2 separate regions of the Rattus norvegicus genome follow, and region 1 is linked to region 2. A link is a contact called in public Hi-C data. All regions are on one chromosome and are shown on one strand. Each heading gives the region's core, a stretch centred on a gene start, on an enhancer-like site or on the middle of the called end of the contact. The rest is flanking DNA. Distances are from core to core; before and after follow the strand shown. Region 1 overlaps Rora (RAR-related orphan receptor A). Region 2 overlaps Rora (RAR-related orphan receptor A).

What was found. A called contact is a pair of places that touch in the nucleus more often than the background predicts.
Region 1: a contact with region 2 is called in a Hi-C map of kidney, with 5 times the contacts expected there. The contact joins two enhancer-like sites. A contact is called at or near these places in 4 of 12 Hi-C or Micro-C datasets (hepatocytes, kidney and liver).

What each region holds. Positions count from the first base shown.
Region 1 is chr8:78,750,406-78,754,329 of GRCr8, forward strand. The region is part of intron 2 of Rora (RAR-related orphan receptor A); the gene reads left to right. Among named protein-coding and RNA genes, the nearest start is that of Ice2, 170 kb to the right of the region's middle. Within about 2 kb of position 2,261, at least 2 of the 93 cell types and tissues checked have an H3K27ac peak or open chromatin away from gene starts, as enhancers often do. A contact at or near this core is called in kidney and liver, where this site is marked.
Region 2 is chr8:78,544,725-78,548,805 of GRCr8, forward strand. The region is part of intron 1 of Rora (RAR-related orphan receptor A); the gene reads left to right. Among named protein-coding and RNA genes, the nearest start is that of Rora, 360 kb to the left of the region's middle. Within about 2 kb of position 2,492, at least 4 of the 93 cell types and tissues checked have an H3K27ac peak or open chromatin away from gene starts, as enhancers often do. A contact at or near this core is called in kidney and liver, where this site is marked.

The sequences.
Region 1 (3,924 bases), core at 1,011-3,510, 210 kb after region 2:
AGGTGGAGAGTGTCCTGAGGTCCATTCAAGATTGACTTCTGGCCCCCACACATACACGTGTGCACACATGTGCATGTGCACATATGAAATATATATGTGCATACACACAAAAGAAAATATCACTTTGTAAATTTCTGATTTGATTGACACCGTCTATGTGTTCCAGCACACAAGAAGGCAAGCACACACCGCATCCCAGAGCATGACCCTGTAGCTGTAGTTCATGGGCAGCACCGATTTCCCAAGCAAACCCACACTGGATCAAGAGTGAAGGCTTTGCCAATCAGTTGAGATTTGTCTGCAGGCTCATAGGTCATTTCCCCTGGCATGCTAGAAAATTCACTTTCAAAGTAGTTCAGAACCTGCAGAAATGAAAGTCTGCACTGTAACACTGCAGGGGCAAAAACCAGGGTCACCCAGATCAGGCTTCCTGGCTGAACTCTGGAGATTATGAAGTGAGCCCTCTTGTTGGAAACCTGGACGAGCATCAAAGTCTGCCATCATTTTTATTGGCAGGTGCCAGGGGCTTGGGTAACACGGGGCAGGATGGGCCATACCACCGAGCTCGTCAAACAGGGAAACGAGTGGATGGGACCGGAGCAGGAGGCAGCAGACATCATTGTTGCTTTTTGCTAAAAAACGAACCTATTTGTGTTGTTGGGAGTAATTAAAACTGTAGCCATGTGGTTTGTGTTAAATGTTAAGTGTTTCAAAATAGTTAATATGTTCTGTTCACGGGATGGAAATGTGCCTCTCCACCGCCTAATTATGGAGGAGGGGGAAAAATCGTGGATGGGATTGGTTTTTTAGGAGGAAAATGAACGTGGAAAAAAAAATGTGTCATTTGAGGGGATTTTGAGAGGATTTACCATGGCTTTTCTGGAAGGGTATATGTGTTAATTGCGAATCATCAAGATTAGCTAGGAACTTAACCGTGGGTGTCAGACACTCCCATCCATTCCCAGGACCCACCAACCTGCATCCAGTTAACTCAGAAAGCCTGTGGTCTTCTTTTATTAAGCCAGCCCATTCTGTTTGTGAAGCTCTCTGGCTTTTATAAACACACTCTGTCTGCTCCCTTGGAACTCTAGCCCCTTACACTCTCTATCCTCTGTCCCTCCCCCAACCCCAGACCTTTCATAGGCTGTTAATTATCAATAGTAAGTTCACAGCTATACAAACTGAAGCTAAAATTGACGACGTGGTTTCTACATTATTCCATGGCTATCGGATGGCAGAGCAGTGTTTTAAATCTAGGTCTGGCTTGCTGTGGATCTCTTATTCTTATGTATCGCCGACCTTTCATGCTAGGGGAATGAGGACTGGGGGCTGCCTGTTAACTGGCCTGAGGAACAAGCTGGAAGAAATGGAGCAAGTGTCAGTGTTCGGTGGAGGGAGGAGGAAATTGGTATATACATGAAGGAGTGAGTTAAAAAGACACCCCTCTGGACTGGGACTGTACTTTCCTAAGCTAGGCTGACTGAGGTTGTCTCTGTGTAACTCACATCTAGCTATTGACAGCTTTCCACCTGGTGACATGCTTAATGGCCCATGAAATTCTAGCCCTCGGGGCTCAAGCCTGATATTTATGGTTCCCACATAAACCTAAAGTGGACGGTAAATTTATCTCTCTCCGATTTAGGTGGCTAAAATGGCTATTTGGGACTCTGAAAAGAATAGTTGGCTTTATAGATATGTTATATCAACTTTAACAAAAGATTGGTGTGGGAGGAGGGTGTGGAAAGCTGGTACCAACTATGGGGATGCTTCCAGAGGTCTCTGGGAATGGATTTCTTCTGTGCATGTGGGTATCAATGTGAAAAGGAAGGAATTACACATTGGTGGGGGGATACAGATGGGCTTATATCATAATAAACAGTTGCCTATCTGGAGTAACCCAACTCTATTACATCACAGCAGAAAACACAGGAGAATCTGCCAGGCAGCTATAAGGGGAAGCTGTCCTTTCTGAGCTCAGAGGCTGTCGAAATGGGTTCTGACACAGCTAGGTACTGGGGCCAAAGGGTATCCAAGCAGAAGTAAGCTTGTGGAATTCTCCTTGCTGGAATTGGGTTGGTCTCCAGGGGACTTTGCTCCCAGGCAAGCAACTGTGTCCTTTGGGCTGGCCTAGATGGGCATCCTGCAGACTGGACACATTCAGAGACAGAGGCTCTCTCACCTCCCGGTTCTCAGAGGTGAGCGCGCCCGGTATGCAGGGCGTGCCTCTAGGTTCAGCAGCAAGTCCCAACACAGACTCAGAGCAAAGTCCTGTTTGTTCCCATGCAAAGATAGGGCCCTAGTAACAGCCAGCACCTCCTCTTCCCTCCCCAACCTTAGTCCTTCAGCTTTCCAGCCGGAGAGTTTCTCTCTATCCCTGCTGATAACAACAGCAGTCCGTTGTTAGGAGGTCGCTGTCCAGAGCTGCTGTGGCACTTGCATTGGAAAAAGCAGAGCCATTGCAGCAGAGACACCCAGAGTGGAGCCTTTCCTGTTGCTGGTCTCTATACCTTGGAGCCAGAGTCTCGGTTTTCTAATCTATCAAGTGTCAATAAACATACCACCCAAAACCTTGTGACAAGAGTAAATGATCGCTTTTTAAAGATTGGAATAGTTATTGATTTCTGAAACTAGAATGCGGGGTTTTTGTTTTGTTTTGTTTTGTTTTGTTTTGTTTTTTCTTTTCTTTTTTTAAGCAAGAGGATGGCAAACTTTCTCCATTATTTGGGAAAAAAATTTTGCATCAAAATCCAACCAGCACCATATTCTCCCCAAGGGCCTGAGAAAAAAATCTGCAATCGCCTCTCTAGGATCCCACAGATCATCTAGCTTCTCATCTCAACTCAGGGGGAAAGAGACTCTTCCTCCCCCTCCTTCCCCTCCTTTCTCCCCTCCTCCTCTTCCTCCTCTTCTTCCTTCCAGGGCCACTCACACACTGAGAAAGCCTTCTCAGCCTCTCTCTCTCTCTCTGGAATTTTCATGCACACACCCCCCTCCTTCAACACCCCCATCTCCTCTTCTCAAAGTTAGTGCAGGAGTCTGAACCTGAGTCTTGCCAGGAAACTCCTTTAGATAGAAGTGTTTCAATTCAGGCACGCTTGGCCCTGCCCCCACCCCAGCCCAAGATGGCATTCTTGGACCTCCTTCTCTGAGGCCCCTTCTGAGTAAGCTGAAGTTGGAATGCCCTCCTGAGGTGGATGTATAAAAGCCAGCAGCAGCCTGAGAGCCAAGGTAGGAAACGGCAGACACGTTCCTGAGCAACCTCAATAGAGAAAAGCTTCTTTGATCTTCTGGAAACTTCCTGCAGCCTGTGCTGAATATTTGTTTGTTCTGAGGCAACTCAACTTTTTTTTTTTTTTTTTTTTGGTTTTGTTTTTCTGGCTCTCTAGTGCACGACTGTATCTCTGTGTAAAAGGAAAATGTGTTTTCTCAGTAATGATACTCACTCTCTGAACCTCAGCACCCACTTCTGAAGATGATTTCATCATCAAGATAAAACTCCTGCTAACTCCTGGAACCCAAAAGATAAAGGCTGTGGCTGCTGCCAGCGACTGGAGCTCACCTCCCAGAGTCTGACAGTGATGCACACACACACACACACACACACACACACACACACACACACACCCCTCAAAAATGTGTGACTAGAAACTTCTAGGTTTAGTTTATGCCCTGGAGATTTGATCCCATATGGGAGAGGATGTGTATAATATCAATATACCCAATCACTCATAAATGTCAACAACAGCAACAAAAACCCCTTCTGTTGGCCAAGATACAGAGTCTGTGTCAAGGTCAATCTGCTACCCCAGTGCTTTCAATGGGGGTGGGGGAGCTGGTTCAAACAGCCAGTCCAAGGCAGGGGGAAATGCCCAGGGGCGAGATGGGGGCTGTGTCAGGAGCAGCTATCAGATCTTCTGCAGAAGG
Region 2 (4,081 bases), core at 1,242-3,741:
AGTCAGTTTAGAGAGAGGCCTCCTCCCCTCTTGGAATTTCAAAAAAGTATTTTTAACACTTTAAAAGTGAAAAATGGTGGCCTTTTGTTGGACCCAGAGCATGAGACACAGAAAAGTCCTCATCTCAACTCTACATTCCTATCCTGTCCCCTGAAGGGCTCTGACAACCTCCAAAATTACTAAGACCCCAATGGGCAGAACACTGACGAAGGCCAAGTAGGTGGGAGTGCAAACACGCCTAGATCCTGCTGGTGGGATTTGGTTTCCAAAAGTCCCAAGAGCTGTGACTGATATTAAGCCACCTCTGTTATCTTGCTTACTTAATAGATAGGCACATTTTATCGGCTGTGATCTGCATGCGTCTCCAAATCCAATAAAGATGTACATGTGAATGATATCTCTGGGGTCTGGCCCTATTGTTGGCATCCTCAGTAACAGCCAAGAGTCTATTTCGGAGGTGAAGTTGAGACGTGATCCACAAAGGTGCCTCTACAATATACTAAATGACTTCTCTCATCATGCTTCTGGCTCATGTATCTGTCAGTTCCTGCTGGGACCTCGGGGACTCCAGGGGAAGCATTCAGGGACACTGTAGAGGGTGACTATATATTTAAAAAGGTAACGAGGAAAAAATAATAGGAATTCACACCAAATCCTCACTGCCCTAAACTTGCCCTAGCACACAGTAAGTGAATGCACCACGTGCAGTGGCTAAAGAAGTAGGTAGCAAGTATTTTAAGATTTGATTCTTAAGAAACATTAGAAAGACTCGGTAGTTAGGAATGGGTGTTACTCTTACTGAGGACCCAAATTTGGTTCCCAGCACCCACCTAAAGCAGTACCTAACCTTCAGTAACTCCAGCTCTAAGGGATCCAATGCCCTCATCTGACCTCCATGGCAATCTGCACCTATGTGACAGTATAGATACAGACATACACACACACACACACACACACACACACACACACTCACACACATATGCACACACACACACACACACACACACACACACACACACAGAGGCTCGTAAGAAACCTCAAAAGAATGATTTTTAAGCAAAGCATGACAACTGCAATCCCTGTTCTTGGGAGTAGAGGCAGAAAGGACAGGTCTAGTTCAAGTCTAGTCTCAGCAAGACAGCAAGTTCAAGGTCGCACTGGGCTTAGAAAGCTCTACAGGAACTTTTTGCTCAGACAGTACTGTGGCCAATAGCAGACACTTCTTCACACCACAGCTCAGAGAACTTCTAACCCAACATATGAGGTCTGGTAATTGAATGTGGGAATTGTAAAGAAGAGGAGGAGGAGGAAGAGGAGGAGGGGGAGGAGGAGGAGAAAAAGAAGAGGAAGAAGTAGATGAAGAAGAAGGAGGAGAGAGAGAGAGAGAGAGAGGAAGGAAGGAAGGAAGGAAGGAAGGAAGGAAGGAAGGAAGGGAGGGAGGAAGGGAGGGAGGAAGGAAGAAGCAAACAAACTGGCAACAGTGAGAGGTTTCTAAACATGATGCAAGCCAAGTCCAAAACCATCACATAATGACCTAAGACCCCTCTATCAGTGTGCACTGTATTGCAACACATGACCTCACTGTAGCCTTGGCTCCTGTGTTGGCCCTCCCATCCCACCATGCAATGCCAGCAAACACTGCCTGGAACACCTCAGCGCAGACTCAAAACTTCTGCGTGTCAGAAATTGGCAGGTTTTACAGATTCCTCTGCCCTAAAGAAACATAATGATTGAATCACAGAAAGCAGAGATCATAATATTTCCCTATTGTTTTTCCTCAACATCGAAGTATCAGATTAAATATATCTTTGAACTGCATTAGGTTACAAGGTTTGGTTTTAAAAATTGCTGTTTGAATTGCTGACTTGAATTTCATTTAAAAACTTATTCAGTAAATTTTGGCTTGAGAATAGGACAGAATTTCTCACAGCTTCTGAAATGGGCCTGAACATCCTTCTGCCATTTCCTATCACCTTTTTATGAGAAGCAATGTTCTCAGTATTGATGATAAAATCAAAATAATGATCACCTCTGAAAAGCATTAAAGAAGCTGTCCCCTGTGGCATCAAATACTCAGTCACAATTTAATTCTCTATACAAAAACAAACACATTCATCCCATTAGTATAAAAATTACCTTTCATCTTTAATAAACAATATATACTTTTATATGAATGAATTACTTTTACAATAAGCTTATGATTTATTATCTATTGCAAATCCAGGGTTTTGTAACAATTTCTCAGATAAAAAGGGGTCCTGAGTAGGAAAGAATTTAAGAACCTAGGCGGAGCATATAAAACAAATTATTTGCCCCACCCCCACCCCCACCCCCACCCCAACCCCCTTGGGTTTCAATGATATCCTAAAATCTCTTTGGGCCATGACTGTGGATGACTGTTTCAAGTTGGGCTGCAGCCCTCTAGAGCAAAACCATTACTCAGGGTAGGCCACACCGCATACCTATCTTGACAGACACGGGGACAACTACCCTGTGCTTTCATCCAAAGGTTCGACTGGCATGCTTTGTTACTGGAAGACAGAGAACTGGCACAACCTCAGGGGAGTCAAGTTTCTCGTAACCTTTGGTCTTAGCATGCATGCTTAGACTTTCCACTGATGAGCAAAGCGTGTGCCTGCTCTTACAGAAATGACTGCACTCTTTTGGTTGTTTGACCCAGATTGGTTCTAGGACCAATGACAGCCAACAATCATCAGGTTTGGAACAGTTTGAAGACAGATTTCTTCTTCTGTCCCTGTCAGAAGGTTTGGTGGTTATGGAAACTCCACTTCCCACCCATCCCCGCCCCCACTCACTGAATTTACAACACTGCACTGGAGCAGTCGAGGGGAAAGACTCGAGACGTTTCTGGTCTTGCCAAGTTCCCATGAGGGCCAGCCCATTCACATGAGACACCCTCAGGTGCATTGGCACGGGCGGTTGTGTTCCAGGTCCAGCTGAGGTTTCTTTGAAAGTATAGACGTGGGAGGTAGGTACGTGGAAACACTCTTGAGCTATGGGAACTCTGTGCCTAGAATCCATGACAGGGCTAAGAACACTTGCATCCCCTCAAACTTCACCCTGGTCAGGAGGACTCAGCAGAAGTCCCTGGGTCTACTAAGTGAAGTATAAAAATGATTGTGTTCTCCCACAGCATCCTATTCCAGGGAGGCCCCTCAGGTCCCTTCTGCTTTTTATTTGAGACAGCATCTCTGGTAGGCCTGAACTTCGGTGTGTACTAAGCTAGCTTTCCAGGAAGCTCCAAGCAATGAGATCACAAGTGTATGCCATTGCACCTGGCTTCTTACACGAGACCCAAATGCAGCTCCTTACATTTACAAGGCAAGTGTTTTCCTGACCGAATCACCTGCCTAGACCAGAGGCTGTGCAGTCATCAGTCACTTAGGAACTGTACTGCATGGGAAATCCAGTATACTAGATCTGGATTACCTTGAGATTCTGTAGCTGGCATAAGGCCCCAGTGGCACTGATATTGGTCACTGTAGCCACATTCTGAACAGCAAGACCCTGTGGGCAAAGAACAGGGTACAGTGCCACTAACATAAGCTGAGCTAATGATGAGGAAGAACTCATCACTCTTAAAAGACAGACATACCAACAGTAGCCATTCTGCAAGAATGTGTGGTGAATCGGAGGGTGGTGAACCTGAAGAGAGGTCTGGTCTAGGCCTTAGAGATGAGAAGCAGGTGAGAATGAAAGGAAGTGAGCAAAGAGTATCTCTGGCGGAATCCAGGGCCTAGATAAAGAGAGAACACACACAACCTGAAGGTATTTCCTGTGGGAGCAGATACCTGACACATCACCCACTCATCCCCAGGCCCTCAGCAAAGATAACGATAACGAATCGGGGGAAAGTACAACACACTCTTGTGGCAACAAAGTAACCTCTCCCATTGGAGCGCACTGGGCCTTCTTTCTGCTGTGTAATGTAATTAGAGCATTGGAGACCTGAGTGTGGGACTCTGGGATGAGGGCGTTGGGAGCCAGACAAAGCCATGAAAAGCCCCATGTGCCATGTCTTTTCTTAGAGCCTGGTCTTCTGTTTCTTACCCATTGACTA